Regions from separate parts of the Zea mays genome. Here region 1 is linked to region 2. A link is a contact called in public Hi-C data. All regions are on one chromosome and are shown on one strand. Each heading gives the region's core, a stretch centred on a gene start, on an enhancer-like site or on the middle of the called end of the contact. The rest is flanking DNA. Distances are from core to core; before and after follow the strand shown. Region 1 holds the start of LOC103652383 (SKP1-like protein 1). Region 2 holds the start of LOC103650942.

The links. Hi-C and Micro-C count contacts between places; a contact is called where the count stands out from the background.
Region 1: a contact with region 2 is called in a Hi-C map of ear, with 2.4 times the contacts expected there. The contact joins the promoter of LOC103652383 here to the promoter of LOC103650942 in region 2. A contact is called at or near these places in 2 of 25 Hi-C or Micro-C datasets (ear and endosperm).

Annotation. Positions count from the first base shown.
Region 1 is chr3:178,765,726-178,773,098 of Zm-B73-REFERENCE-NAM-5.0, forward strand. LOC103652383 (SKP1-like protein 1) reads right to left here and starts at 3,453. Exons shown (of 1, transcript XM_020551156.1): 1 at 2,665-3,453. The coding sequence starts at 3,411. The coding sequence ends at 2,812. It overlaps LOC103650947 (3-phosphoinositide-dependent protein kinase 2-like), which reads left to right. Exons shown (of 11, transcript NM_001301543.1): 11 at 88-479. The coding sequence ends at 180.
Region 2 is chr3:178,052,415-178,059,363 of Zm-B73-REFERENCE-NAM-5.0, forward strand. It overlaps LOC103650942, which reads left to right and starts at 4,469. Exons shown (of 2, transcript XM_008676546.4): 1 at 4,469-5,286; 2 at 5,464-6,363. The coding sequence starts at 4,960. The coding sequence ends at 6,084.

The DNA.
Region 1 (7,373 bases), core at 2,203-4,702, 710 kb after region 2:
TCTTGCTTCTTTAGTATGACTAGGAGGGGATTTAATCCCCTTCTGGATTGAAGTAACCGAACAAGCCCTAATTAATTTCTCTTACAGCCAAAGAAGGTGTCAACATTTGAGGATGCGAAACAGCGTGCTTGGCAATGGAAGAAGGCAATTGAAGACCTCCAACGCTGCCAAAGGAATTAATTTTCAATTCAAATCAAAACTCTAAAATGTCGAATTAGGCACTGTTAATACATCATATCCTTTTCACTTGGGAGGAACATGAGGGGGTTTATTTCTCCTGCATCCTGCTCCAATGCCTGGTTGCAAGGAACTTGCTACTCGCTAATTCACACACTGAATGATGGCCCCCAATTTTTTCCCTTCCCATCCATGTTTTCAAATAGTACACAATTTTGTTTGTCACTTTTGTGAACCGTTGGAGCAGATATCTTCAAAACAGGCTGCAGTCTGGAAATATTGACACAGGAAACTATTTTAACAGTCTGCCATACTTGATTCTCTTTGTTGTCTTTTGTTCAAGAGCATCTATATCAGAGTAATTCTTTGGTTTTGCCAGATATCGAATGATATTGGTCTGATTGTTTACTTGAATTAGTGTTGCATTAGATGTTATACAACGTGCCCTTCACCTGAACAAAGCGAAGGGGGCATGCTGGATACGTAGGATTTGACCGAATAGTAGGATGCAGGCTGGAATTGCTTTGCGTATGGTGCTAGTCTGTTATACCTGTGTAGGCAACCAAACCTGAGTGGATTGCACCCTGGATAGCCAAACATGAGCAAATTGCACTGTGGGGCAACCAAACATCTATGTTGACACAAAGTGTCCATAACTTCTTGTCTCAAAACACTTGGGCTCTAATCTAATGTCAATATCCAAATTTCAAGTAACAATGCTAAAAGCACCTAGACACTTAATGGGTTCCATGATTAATGGTGATACAAAATTATTATGACTAACATTTGCTTTTTAGAGGCCTATTAAGCTAATTCACAATATAGTGATTGTTTGTGTAATCCATAGTTATTAAGGCCGTAAGACGATATAAGGCGCATGACCCCATTTTTATCTTTTAGCCGGTAAAGCTTAAGATGTAACCACACCTTGATTATATAGTAATATAAAAAATTAAACCAAATATTATAATAAGTAAGCTAGCATAACTGTAAGGCCTAGTAGCCCTATTTCAACCTAGTAGAAGAGAGAAACATGGAAAAAAGAAAAAGTTAAATGACCTATAACCAGTCAACCCAACAAATACAGCCCAACACACCAGTTTTCTCTACTATACTTAAAGCACCAGTTTTAATGGTGGTCTTGCGTCATCTTTTTACAAATAACCCTTCACAGCTATTTTAAATTAACTCGCTGCACGTCTATAGATGGCCAAACGGCGGCCCGGCACGGGCCAGACGCTCGCGGGCCACAGCTCTGGCTCAGGCACGTCATGCCGACCTGCTGATTGTGCCGGACCGTTGTACGTCTATAGATAGCCAAACGGTGGCCCGACACGGGCCAGACGCCCGCGGGCCACAGCTCTGGCCCAGGCACGTCATGCTGACCTGCTGACTGTGCCGGACCGACTCGTTAGCCTGTCGGTCCATTTGATTAACATCATTGTATTTTTTATGTTGTTAATGATATGATCATTGAAAGAGAGAAACCTTGTCAGTATTGCAGCCATGACAATAGCAGCGACGACGATGAAACTTTTAACAGACAAAAAACATCTAACGATCACATGTGGCTATCAAAATTGGATTTTGAACACAAAGATGGATAAAAGATGGGTATAGACTGCTCAAGACAGTGTACAAAACACAAAGATTGGTAAGGTGAGTATTAATGTGTGTTTGGAGACTACAAACATAGTTCATTAATATATCAATTTAATATACCAATTTTACAATTCCATTTTTGATATTTTAATTAAAATCTTTTTAATTTTTATTTATTCTAACACTTAATTATTATAAATCCTATTTTAGTTTCATTTTTATGTTATTATTATTATTATTACTATTAAAGCAATGGAATCATCCATACGCCTTATGGTTTATCAAGATAACATGTATATTATGTGATTAATTCAACACCACTAAATTCAATTGAACTAGGTATTTAATTTTGTAAAAGTTAAGTGACATGTATATAATTAATCCAAATTTTAATCGGAACCCCATGCAGACCATAGAAATTTATGAGGAGAAAAAGGGGCAAAAAAAAAGAGCGGATGATTGGAATCGGTCTCATGACCCTACATGCGCTTGTGGGCACTAGATAATATAACTTCAGATTTAAATGTTCTAAAATTCAATAAAAACATAATTTCTAAAGACAGGTTGCACTTTTTGTTCGGATCTGAAAAGTCAGATCAATGAATTTGTAGATAGATTTCTTGAAATTTTGATTCTTGACTTTGTAGCTTAATTATATTCGCAGCATGTAGATGGAATTCCTAAATACTTAATATATTAGCTGATAACTGCAGATCACAGACGAACTCCTCAATATATTGGCAACGACTAATATGCAAGCAGACGTTAGGTGCAAGCGTGTAAGCAGCTCAATTGGTGCATTGAATCTAGATCTAACCGTATGTGTAATCGTGATTTGTTAGGGTTTTTTATAAAGTTAAACGAGATGGTGGTGGAAGGATTTAAACGTTAAATATAGCAATACGGTTAGATCTAAATCTAACGGACCAAAAGACATGTTTGCACACTTGTATATAATGGCTGCTTGCATATTAGTCTTTGCCCAATATATTAGCTAATAATTATAGATAAAACATACTACTTATTAATGTATCAGATCAGAAGATAACTGTAGACGAGCAAACTAGCAATCAAGATCAAAGCTAACAGTAACCACGGCGGTCCAGTACGGACGGGGAGCGGGAGACTACATCTCTCGAAGGCCCAGGAGTTTTCACTACGGATCGCCTCCTCCTCCTCTTTGGTTAAGTCGTTCTTGATGTTGAAGGTCTTGCGGATCTCCTCCGGTGACTTGCCCTGGATCATGTCGACCACCGCCCGGCAGGTCAGGTCCTGCAACCCCTTGATGTCGAGATAGTTGGCAGCCATGATGAGGTCGAAGAGCGTCGCCGTCGCGACCTTGACGAACTCGGCGTCCCACTTCTTGAGGTCGACCTCGCCGCCGCCCCCAGCTGATGAGGCGCTGGTGGTCTCCGCGGCGTCGGAGTCGTCGTCGGCGGGCTTGGCGGCGGCGTGGACGTGCTTGTTGCAGTACTCGATGACCAGGGCGAGAGTTTTGGAATTCACGTTGGGGAGCGGGATAACGTTGTTGGCGCAGTCGTCCTCGATCATGAAGCGGATGATCTCTGACTTCATCATCACCGCCTCCTCCACCTCGAACTCCTCGTAGTCGGAGCTCCTCAGCGTAAGCATCTTCTTCGCGGTGCCGCGGGCAGGCGGGGTCGGCAGTCGGGGGTAGGGCGGTAGGCTGGCGACTCTCGCACGCGGCCAACTACGATCCACGATGCGGCACGTCCGTATATATAGTGAGGGGCGGCTTGATAGGAACGGGGGAGACACCACGGCCGCGGTACGGTAGGATACGGTAGGTGCAGATTGCATCTCCTAGATTCGCTCTTGTCAGTTGCCTGCTGCACGTGATAACAATCAGGTCTCAGCCCTTGATTTTCTGTTATGAATCGCGGGCCTGTTGCATGCCATGCATAGCGCCGGGCGTGCTCCTAAAGTCCTGTTTTACTTTAAAAAAACGCATAGTTTTGTCTATAATTGTAACAATATTTTGGTGATATATGTACGTGCAATTGCTCATATCTCTACTATACTTAAGCACCGGTTTCAATGGTCGTCTCGTGTCATATTTTTACAAATAACCTCTCACAGCTATTTCAAATTAATCCGTTGCACGTCTATATATGGCCAAACGGCGGCCCGGCACGGGCCATACACTCGCGGGCCACAGCTACGCCTATAGATAGCCAAATGACGGCCCGGCACGGGCCAGACGCCCGTGGGCCACAGCTCTGGCCCAAGCAAGTAGGAGTGTAAACGGATACTTATTCGGATATCAGTTTTTGGTCTTTTTTCTTTGATTGTGAATTAATAGAATATAGAATCTGCTATGCAAATTTATATTCTTGTTTTTAGTATTGAGTTGGTAAAGATTCATGAAAGGTAAACCTTAAATCTATCATATATCTTCTCAAATAATAAATATAAATTTCGGATACAAATCGAATACGGATACATATATTTTTTCACCTTTTTTGTTGTATGGAGCAAATAATGTATGAAATAATTTATACAAAATTTTATTCTTATTTATAATAATGTGCTTCATAACATAAGAAGAGATTAGCATCAAATTTCATACATATCTATTTTAAAATATTAAATTTGTCCTAACAGTTCGGATATCCATTTACATCCGTACAAGCACGTCATGCCGACCTGCTGACTGTGTCAGGCCGGCTCGTTAGCCTGTCAGCCCATTTAATTAAATCAACGTAAAATGTTAAAAAACAAAAAACGATGCATGAGGTGGGTTCGAACCTACGTAGAAGTGTAAACGGATACTTATTCAGATATCAGTTTTTGGTCTTTTTTCTTTGATTGTGAATTAATAGAATATAGAATCTGCTATGCAAATTTATATTCTTGTTTTTAGTATTGAGTTTGTAAAGATTCATGAAAGGTAAACCTTAAATCTATCATATATCTTCTCAAATAATAAATATAAATTTCGGATACAAATCGAATACGGATACATATATTTTTTCACCTTTTTTGTTGTATGGAGCAAATAATGTATGAAATAATTTATACAAAATTTTATTCTTATTTATAATAATGTGCTTCATGACATAAGAAGAGATTAGCATCAAATTTCATACATATCTATTTTAAAATATTAAATTTGTTCTAACAGTTCGGATATCCATTTACACCCGTACAAGCACGTCATGCCGACCTGAATGAAGTTGTCTAACCAGTAGAACATCATGCTCAGATGTTTTTAATATTGAATGTAAATTGTATATATGTATATACATTTTTTGTAAAATAAAAAATATAATCGTGTTGGGCCAGCACTATGGGCCAAGGCTGCAGCCCAAGCACGGCATGACGTTCTTGGCTTTTGCAATCATTAGGTCGTTTCTGAGACCACATTAGCGCAATGGACTCCATAGTGTTTGAGGTTGCTGAATTGGATGAAGCAACAATGATTTGTCACACTAACAGTAAAATGAAAGGTTATTTGTTAGTTTTAAACATTAGTAATTGCTACGAACTAGCATATTTTATGGAGCACATCTAGTTTTTATTGATGTCTGACTTTAGCAACTTTATATTTTGATCTATTTTTTATAAGTTTGAGTTCATGTGACTTATTTTAGAAACTTGAGCTCACAAACTTTCTATTATTTGGTCTCTATATTGTGGAATTATGTCATTCTATAATCTTTGTTCGTTCAGTCAGTCGTTGTGAACTCTCTTCTAATCGCTCACTTTATTGTTCGTGTTGTACCTGTAAGGAAAATGGACCCCGGGCCATTTGGCTAAATAGATTTTGGTGTTTGATGATCAACATAATCTGTGGACTAATGTGTTTGCTAGTGTTTGTGTTTGTAGTTCACATGATGCTAAAGTTACTTGGACCAAGGAATTGAGGAAAGCAACACCTCAAAAGAAGACATTATAAAGATCAAGTGAAGTCCAAGAAAATAAGCATGTGTTGCCACGGTCGGACTGTCTGGTCTGGAGCACCGAACTGTCCGATGGCACACCGGACTGTCCGGTGCACCAGGAATAGTAGCCCTAACGGCTAGTTCCAGGTGGCACCCGGAGGGAAGACCACCGGACTGTCCAGTGTGAAGTCCGGACTGTCCGGTTTGAAAATCCTGCGCATCAACGGTCACCTGCTCTGACAGACTAACGACTAGGCGCACCGGACGGTCCGGTGACCCCACCGGACGGTCCGGGGCACCACAGAAAGCAGCAGTTTTTCTCCAACGGCTACTTTTGTGTTGGGCCCAAGAGACATACCAAGGCATACAATAGACATTCCCAAGTGCTCTTACACCCAAGTGCTTAATAGAATCACTCGGTGATTAGCGTAGGTGCTTTGCGAAGTGCAGCGCTTGCTCTAGGTGAACCCTAGTTAGTTGAGTGAGTTTTGTAAAACCACACAACCCCTCGGCATTTGCGCGAGCCATTGGGCGAGAGTCTTGCGAGACCGTGACAACCGCGTTTGTGTCACGGCCGCCACCGTGTACCGGAGGGAACGAGGCCCACAGCGTTTCTGCCGGAAGCTCGATAGTGGAGACGACGGGGAGCGTCCGAGAGGAGCCGGAAGCGAAGCACCACTTGCGCGTGGAGAAGGCCCGCTGCTCTCTACGAAGTTACTCGGCCGAGGTGCTTGGCCCTCGCGTGGGCTTCCCTTTGCGTTGGGGCACCAACGAGGATTAGTCGGGACCTTGCGTGGTTCCGGATATGTAAAGCCCTAAAATTCGTATAAGGCAAAAATAATAAAATAAAAAAAATACATGTATTTTTCATGAAAGTGTTTTTGGAATTATTTAAATTCATTGTTGTGCATACTCACTTAAGAGAAGTAAAGTAGACAAATAGCAAATAAATAAATATAGAAATATGCATCTCATGCCGAGGTTCTTGTAATTGTGCATTTGTGTTTAAATTCGCAAGACAAGTTTAAGTTAAAAAATATAGAATTTGAAAAGGGAGGAGGAAAACAATATACACTATGAAGAAATATATATATATATATATATATATATAGGAATGAATATATTCTTTTAGGCTAATACATGTTGGCCGAAGTCCTAATCGCAGCCAGCCCACGGGCACGTTTGTTTTTTTCTTCTTTATTGTGTTGGCGGCATTCTGCTTCATCCTGACATATGGTATGACATCAGCCATGCATGTGGGCCCCAGCCGGCAGATTCATCCCCTTTCCCTGTATCAGCTCGTACGGTACCCGTACTGAATGCCGGTTAATCCGGATCTGAGCGAAACAAACTCAGCTATGTGGCCGAGATCGTGCCCCGCCGTTTGGGTCCTAGGGATTCCTCAGGGCTATAAAGAAACGCATCAGGCAGCCTCTTCCATCGCACCGCCTTGGACCCAGCCATCTTCTCCTCCACGGTACTTTCTCCACCCAGTACGGCAGTACCCCAGGTCGACCTCCATGGCGCGCGGCAACTCAAGCGCTGGCTCTCTCCCTCCCTTCAACACTCCAGGGCCACCGGCCCCTGCGCCTCCCTCTACTCCACATGGCCAGCATGGCAGCCGGACGCTGAGATCCATGGCGAGCTCCTCGCGCCGTCTACTTTCCTCATCGGCCGTGACTTCTCGAC
Region 2 (6,949 bases), core at 3,219-5,718:
AGTTTTATCTAACAAAACCATGTCTAAACATATTAGACAAAATAGTATGAAAGGCATGATGATAGGAAGATGGTTATACGTTTTTTTGCCAACGATGGGGTATAGCACACAACGTCGACGTTCAGCACCATCTTGTTGTTAATGACAACGTGAGACGTCCACACAACGCTTAGGCAGACGAGCCGTGGCGATCAGGTTGAAGACAACACGAAAGTGATCGAGTCGTGTAGAGCGTTTTCCAAAAACTTTATTCGCCCTCTCCCAATGCATAATCGTTGAGGGTGACTGTTCTGGAGACCTGCTCTCCCGATCGCCTATTCATGCCAAATGATAGGGACGAAGTAGCGTACGTGTCGGCACAACATACATGAAGAGACGAGGCTAGATACGTTGGTTGTTGGTACGTTTGATGGCAGCACATGTAGGTAGGTACTTATATAATAATACCACATTCGATTCAAAAAATCTGTAATTGATAGGGAACCATATCAGATAAGGATCGTACCAGATAATGATCAGTTGATCCGATCCACATCTGATAAGCCTTGTTAGGTAAGGATTTCGGAATAAACTTATCAAATAATGATTATGTAATAAGCGACAAAACGAAACCACAAAAGGATTCTGGAATAAGTGGCAAAACAAAATTGCAAAAGAAAGCCACATGTGTGTAAGGCTTGGATCTCGAAATTGACAGACCATTCATGCGCAAGTTGCATGCCCACGCCCTTGGCCCCCACCCTGTCCAGTGAGGCAAGCTAGCATGTGTGTTCTTCCTTCTATGTCTCATCCAACACAAGCAAGAACATGGTGAGGACTCAACTAGCAAGATGGGACTAATGTTTCCATACCCCTCTCAATATTGTCATACATCTCTTCATGAATGGGCCTTTGAATTTTTTTAGGAATTATTCAGAATTTTAAATGGGCTTGGTCCAATAATTCAACAGATAACATGTGAGCAGTGGAATATAAGTAGAGGGTCATAGGACATACTCCCACCGTGATCTGTCCACCTTAGGCACCCTTGTCGACATTGCTAAGGAGTTGCTTTGGTGCACTGTAAACATGTTCACCCTTGTCAACATTTTTCAAACAACATGTTAAAATAAACTAGAGTTTACCCTTGTCAACATGTTAAGTTACCAAAGGATAGCCTCAGTAGCATCGCATTAAAATACCGGATGCAAATGTTCCACCATGCTGACGTGTGTGGTGGGTGCAACACTATATGCAAATAAACTAGAGTATACTACGGTGCACATATCAAAGTCATCGCATACAGAAGGTTAGGAGGATCCACATCGATAGAACAGGATGACTTGGGGATCACGCATATAATAAAAGGTACGAGGAACATTAATGTGTAAAGATAGGATGGAGTAATTATATAAGAGCACGCCCCCTAAAAGACGGCATGCAGACGTGACACAAATAGTTGGATCTATGATAGGTCAGGACCATAGAAGCGTATGCATGTGACACTATCATCCCTTTGGACTATACAACGGGTGAGAACAATATTTAATTTCGATTTCACACAACCAACCACTAGACAAGGGACTTCAAGACTTATTTAAAAGCCAAGAGCAGGAGAGAGATAGACAACTTGCCTTAGTTTACCACTCAGAGGATAGATCTTCTTCCCCTCTAGGAGCCTTGCAATTTTGTACACTTCTTTCACATAGAGATCCACCACAGAAAAGATGGCATAGGGTCTTAAGCACTCAACGGTCTGAACCTCTATAAAACATTAGTGTTACTGTGTTTGTGATGCCATGACCCGGTAGGCATACTCTACAGCATTAGGACTCACTCCTCGCTCTTTGGTGCAATCCATTTCTAGTACCTTAGGGTACTATGGTGTCATCACTATGACATAGCTGATAAGGATAAACAAGTTGTACGACTATACCAACAAATAACTCATCTATCTCAAATCGTGTTACAACAAAAGCAAAACTAGATCTAATTTATTAGGCATAACACCTATATGAAAACCATCTAGATAAAAAATTGTGCATGAACGACTTTGGCACCACCGTTAGAAAATGGGTAAGTTGCACACTAATGTATCTAGCATGTTCAAGACATATTACATATGAGTAGGAGATCATAGATCGTTACCACTAGACGCGTAATGTAGCAAAAAAGAGTGTAACGATATAATGTAAGTAGTCGTACGTCCTCACGTACAAACAGCAATGATACATTCACTCTTGCTTCTCACACTCATTGTCGTTCAACACTACAATAACAGTAGCATTGTGTCTATAGTATCCACCGTACAAGGATGAAACACCAAAATATTGTCGTGTTAACATAGACTCGCATCGAGAGGAAAGACAATGGTGACTTGGGTGCTGGCAATCCTAAGTGAAAGGCAACGACTACTCGGTTGTGAGATGTCTCTTACCCTAAAGGTCTATTTGATAATGATTGTCTTTTGAACATATCATCAACTTATAATTCTATCTTTTATCTCTAAGAAAATCAAGTCATCCATTCTGCTGATGTGAGCAGCACAAGTTGTATATATAACCGGCATCCTGGACTACCGGTGCATAACTAAGGCCTCGTTGATGGACTAAAGATTAGTCTCTCCATTTTAGTCTCATTTATTCCCTAAATTGTCAAACAGTGGGACTAAAATGTTTTAGTCTCTAGTACCCAAGGGGTGACTAAAATGGACTAAACCATATTAATTCTATCTTTTGTCTTTTATTTATTTCAATTACACTGATGGCGGGAGAATAATAAGGGATATTTTGGTTCTCTTATGATTCATTTAATGTTTTTTGAATACTTTTAGTTGTTAGAACCAAACAGGATAAGGACTAAACTTTAGTCTTCTAACTAAACTTTAGTTTCTAGACTAAAGGACCAAAACGAGACCTAAATAGTTCACCTCTTCGGATGGATTAGGACTAAAGTTTTAGTGTAAGTTTAGACCTTATATCAAACGAACTTATATTATACTCTCTCTCTCCGTTTCAATACAGTTATCGTTACGGTATTTATAAACTGTCAAAAATTTTAAAGTTTAACTAAATTTATAAAAAAAATATGATCAATATTTGTACTTTTAGATAAGTTTGTTATTGATTTAAAGATCTATCTAATCAAATTACCATATGTGTGTGTCAGTGTGTGGTTAAAACTTAAAAGCGGTTGCCTCCGAAAATGAGGACGTCAACTATTGAGCAACAGAGCAAAGCAAGTACTCAGTGATCAAAGAAATTGACTGCAATGCAAACAAGGGCGGTGGTAATCGATTGCCTTGCCTCCGAGATACGGGAGCCGGGCACAGACAAGGCGTACGGTCCTGGACAAGGACAATAAAACCTGCCCGTCCGCGTCCGCGTCCGGTCCTCAAGCTCGGGAGCTCCGCTGCCGTTCCCTGCCTGCCTGCTGTTGCCATGGCGTGCGCCGTGATCATGCGTGTCCGCTGCTCCGGTCTAGGAGCACCTGCGACTGCGACTGCGAGTGCTTATGCCTCTCCCGGCAGGCGCGTGTGACGGGACTGACGGACGGGAACACGGAGCGCAGCTGCCGCATCACGAAAACTCTTGGCTGCTCACTCCCAGAGACCGAGACCAGAGAAGCATGCTAATCCCATGCATGTCGGGCGGGGCTACTGCTCCAACAGTCCGGGGGAGACAGACAGGGAGAGGTATAGTGCTCTGACCGCAACAAACACTGACGACCAAATCCCAGTGAATTCAATGGCACCTAACACTACTATGCCATCCATCTGCCAGTGAGCTTTACCACCCCCTCCTCTCTTTTTTTTTTTTGTACAAGACTGATCGATCATGTTTTGATATGGAGAAGAGAATCGGCTGTGAAAGGGCAGGTCCGAAGATAGTCTTCCAGACAAAAAGAAAAAAAAAAGAAAAAGAAAACTTCTACGGTAAGGTAAGCATGGTTTGGAGTAATCCGGTCGGCATCCCCGGCATTTCTGGAGGTCTCTACAAGTAGTATAGCTCCTTGCCAACAGGAGCCGGAATGAAATGTGGAGGAATTTCGGTGGTGGTGGTGGGCATTGACAGGATAAGATTTGCATCTCTGAGTTGGAAAGGGGTTAAGGGAATAAAGGGGCAGTGCTCCGTGTAAGATTAAGATAGAACCGAATAACGCAAGGTTTGGGGGGAACTGATTGGACCCGTGGTACTAAATATCGCATTGCTTAATGAGATACTCATAATTTATCTGATGTGATATAAACTAAACTTTAGTTAGTTGAATCGAACACCTTCTAACTCTTATGATAAACATAAACATGGCTTGTCCTCCTAAAACCAGGTTAAGAAAGTGAAATCCCTTCTTTCAAAAAAAAATACTATAGAAGAGAAAACCCCTGATAAATAAAAAGGTTCGAAAGATTCAGAGACAGCCAGACAGGAACCTGAATAAGCAGGCAAGAGGACAGGAAAAAATTCAACGAATGGTGCCAGCAGGAAACGTCCAAGGGGCCCACTTGGCTGACAAGGAGCCACACCGCTTTTTTGGTGGTAAACAGCTGCGGTGCTGTGTGCTGTCATCGGCCGATGACTGCGGTTAGAGGGGTTAAACACGTTAAGCTTGGGGAGCACGAGGCAGCAGCCAGCTGCCAGCCAACAAGACAAGAGCGGCAGTGTTCGGGTCGCGCTCTGCTGCCGCTGCTTCTGCCTCCGCCCTCCGCCCCTCCTCCTCCTTTTCATCACCCTTCCCCCTCCCGTCTAGACACGCATCATTGCGCTACTCCGCGCTGCACTCCCTCCTCCCGTGTCTGTCGCCTCGCCTTGCCCCTCTCGTGCTCCCTCCCCCCCTGCTGCTGCAGGTTAATGCTCCTCCGTCCGCGCCGGTGCACCACCGCGCTCTTGCTTAGCTAGCTAGCTATATATATAGCCAGCCGAGCAGGCTTCCTTTTCCCAGTTCAAACAGTGCAGCGTCGGCGGTGGCGGGGACGACGACGCGATGAACGCCTTCTTCACGTCCCTGGCGCGCGGGCTGGACGACCTGGGCCGTGCGGGCGGGCTGTCGTCGCTGTCGGCTCTGCTGCGGGCGGCCGCGCTGCTCAGGGGGCTGCACTCGCAGCTCACGCTCATGGTCGGCCAGCTCCACCTGCCGCCGGGCGGCCGCTGGCTCGACGAGTACATGGACGAGACGGCCCGCCTCTGGGACGCCTGCCTCGCCCTCAAGCTCGGCCTCGCCTCCGTCGAGCGGTATTGCGCGGCGGCCTCCTGCGCCGCCGCCGCGCTGGATGACTGGCTCCAGGATCCTTCTCCTCTGTCCACTCGCCAGGTTGGTTGGTTCTTCCTTCCTTCCTTTCTGTCGTTGAAACGTGCTGCGGTTGCGATCGATCGTTTCCATCATTCATGCCTTTGGCAGGCCTTTTTCTCTTCTCTGTTCCTTACTGTCTGAAAGACTGAAACGCTCGTGGCTCTGTTTGTGGTGCGCATCATCATCGGCTCATCGCAGGTGATGCGGGCGATCTCCGTGTCGAGGAGGGAGGCCATGGCCGCGGAGGAGGAGAACCGCGCGCTGGCGGACGCGAGGATCGCGCCGCTGTCGCTGCATCTCGACGAGCGTCTGCTGCTGCGCGCCACGGACGCGAGGCTCGCCGGCTTCAACGGCTTCCGGGGGCTCCTGTACGCGCTGCACAACGCGAGCTCGCTCCTCCTGCTCATCCTCGCCAGCGGCGCGGTCTCCTGCGCCGCGGCGGCCGGCGGCCCGTGCGCCGGCGCCGACGACGCCGGCTCGGACGGTTTCACTGCGTCCATCGCAATGCTGCAGCAGAGGCTGGCGGAGGAGGCCGAGTCCGACGGGCCCGGCGCCGCGCCGGGCATCAGGATGTGTGAGTTCCGGTGCGCGCGCGCCGCCGTGGAGGCGGCGCGGGAGGAGGTGGAGCGCGCCGCGGCGGCGGGACGCAAGTGCGAGGGCGGCGGCGGCGGAAGCGCTGTCAAGGACAAGGTGGAGGAGCTGAAGGCGTGGCTGGACGTGCTCCGGACCGGCACCGATAGCCTGGTGTGCCAGCTGGACGACTTCCTGGACGACATTGTCGAGGGCAGGAAGGAGCTCTCCGACCTGTGCAGCCATTGATGTGATGGATCGGTCACACCACACCTCGTGCCCGCCTTGAAGGAGAGCATCATCATCATCACAAATTCGCATGAACAAACGAACGTTGCTTGCTTGATTTGCATGGTAGTACAAGCAAAGTCAGATACGTACGTACTAGCACTAGCTGCAGTGTCCCTATGCTATTGCAATAGCATGTTGTTGCCTTGCCCCTCTTTCTAACCCCATCTCTCCGTCTCTGTCGAGGGGATGGAGAGAGCGATGGAGCATTCTGGTTGGCCATGATGCTGTTCCTGTCTCGCTGTTGCGTCTGCGTCTCTGCCATGAAAGGAGGAGGCATGATGGTGGTGGCCTGGTGGGGGTGAGAGAGAGGGGTGGGAGTCGGAAGAGGAGAGGCATAGGCAACTGATCGATCGCAACAAGATATCTTGGCTCAGGAATCGTCGCCACACTCGCAGCTGCTGCGTATCGAAAGGTTGCTTTTTGTTTGTTCGCCTGGGCGCGAAGAAAGCGGCCTATAAGGTTGGACCCTTGCCATCGCCGCGGAAAAAGTACTGGCAACTTTGGTTGCTTCTGTCGTGCGTGCACTTCACTCGCTTTCTCAAAGCTCTCTCTAGCTTCAACCTCAAGAGTCTTCCAGCCCAGCCGCACTGAGACCAGGTGCCAGCAACCAGAGGCACCCCTCTCATTCGTCTTGACAGAGCCTAACCCTCTCATTCGTCTTGACAGAGCCTAAGAACCCCATCGGCGACACGACATTATCCGTCGGCTCGCCACGCCGGCGAAAGACGAGCCATCATTCATGGCCTCCTTTCCCACGGCCAGGTGCCCTCGCGTCGACGTCGTGTGCATTATAGCGCCGTTCCATATCCACCGCTTCCGCTCC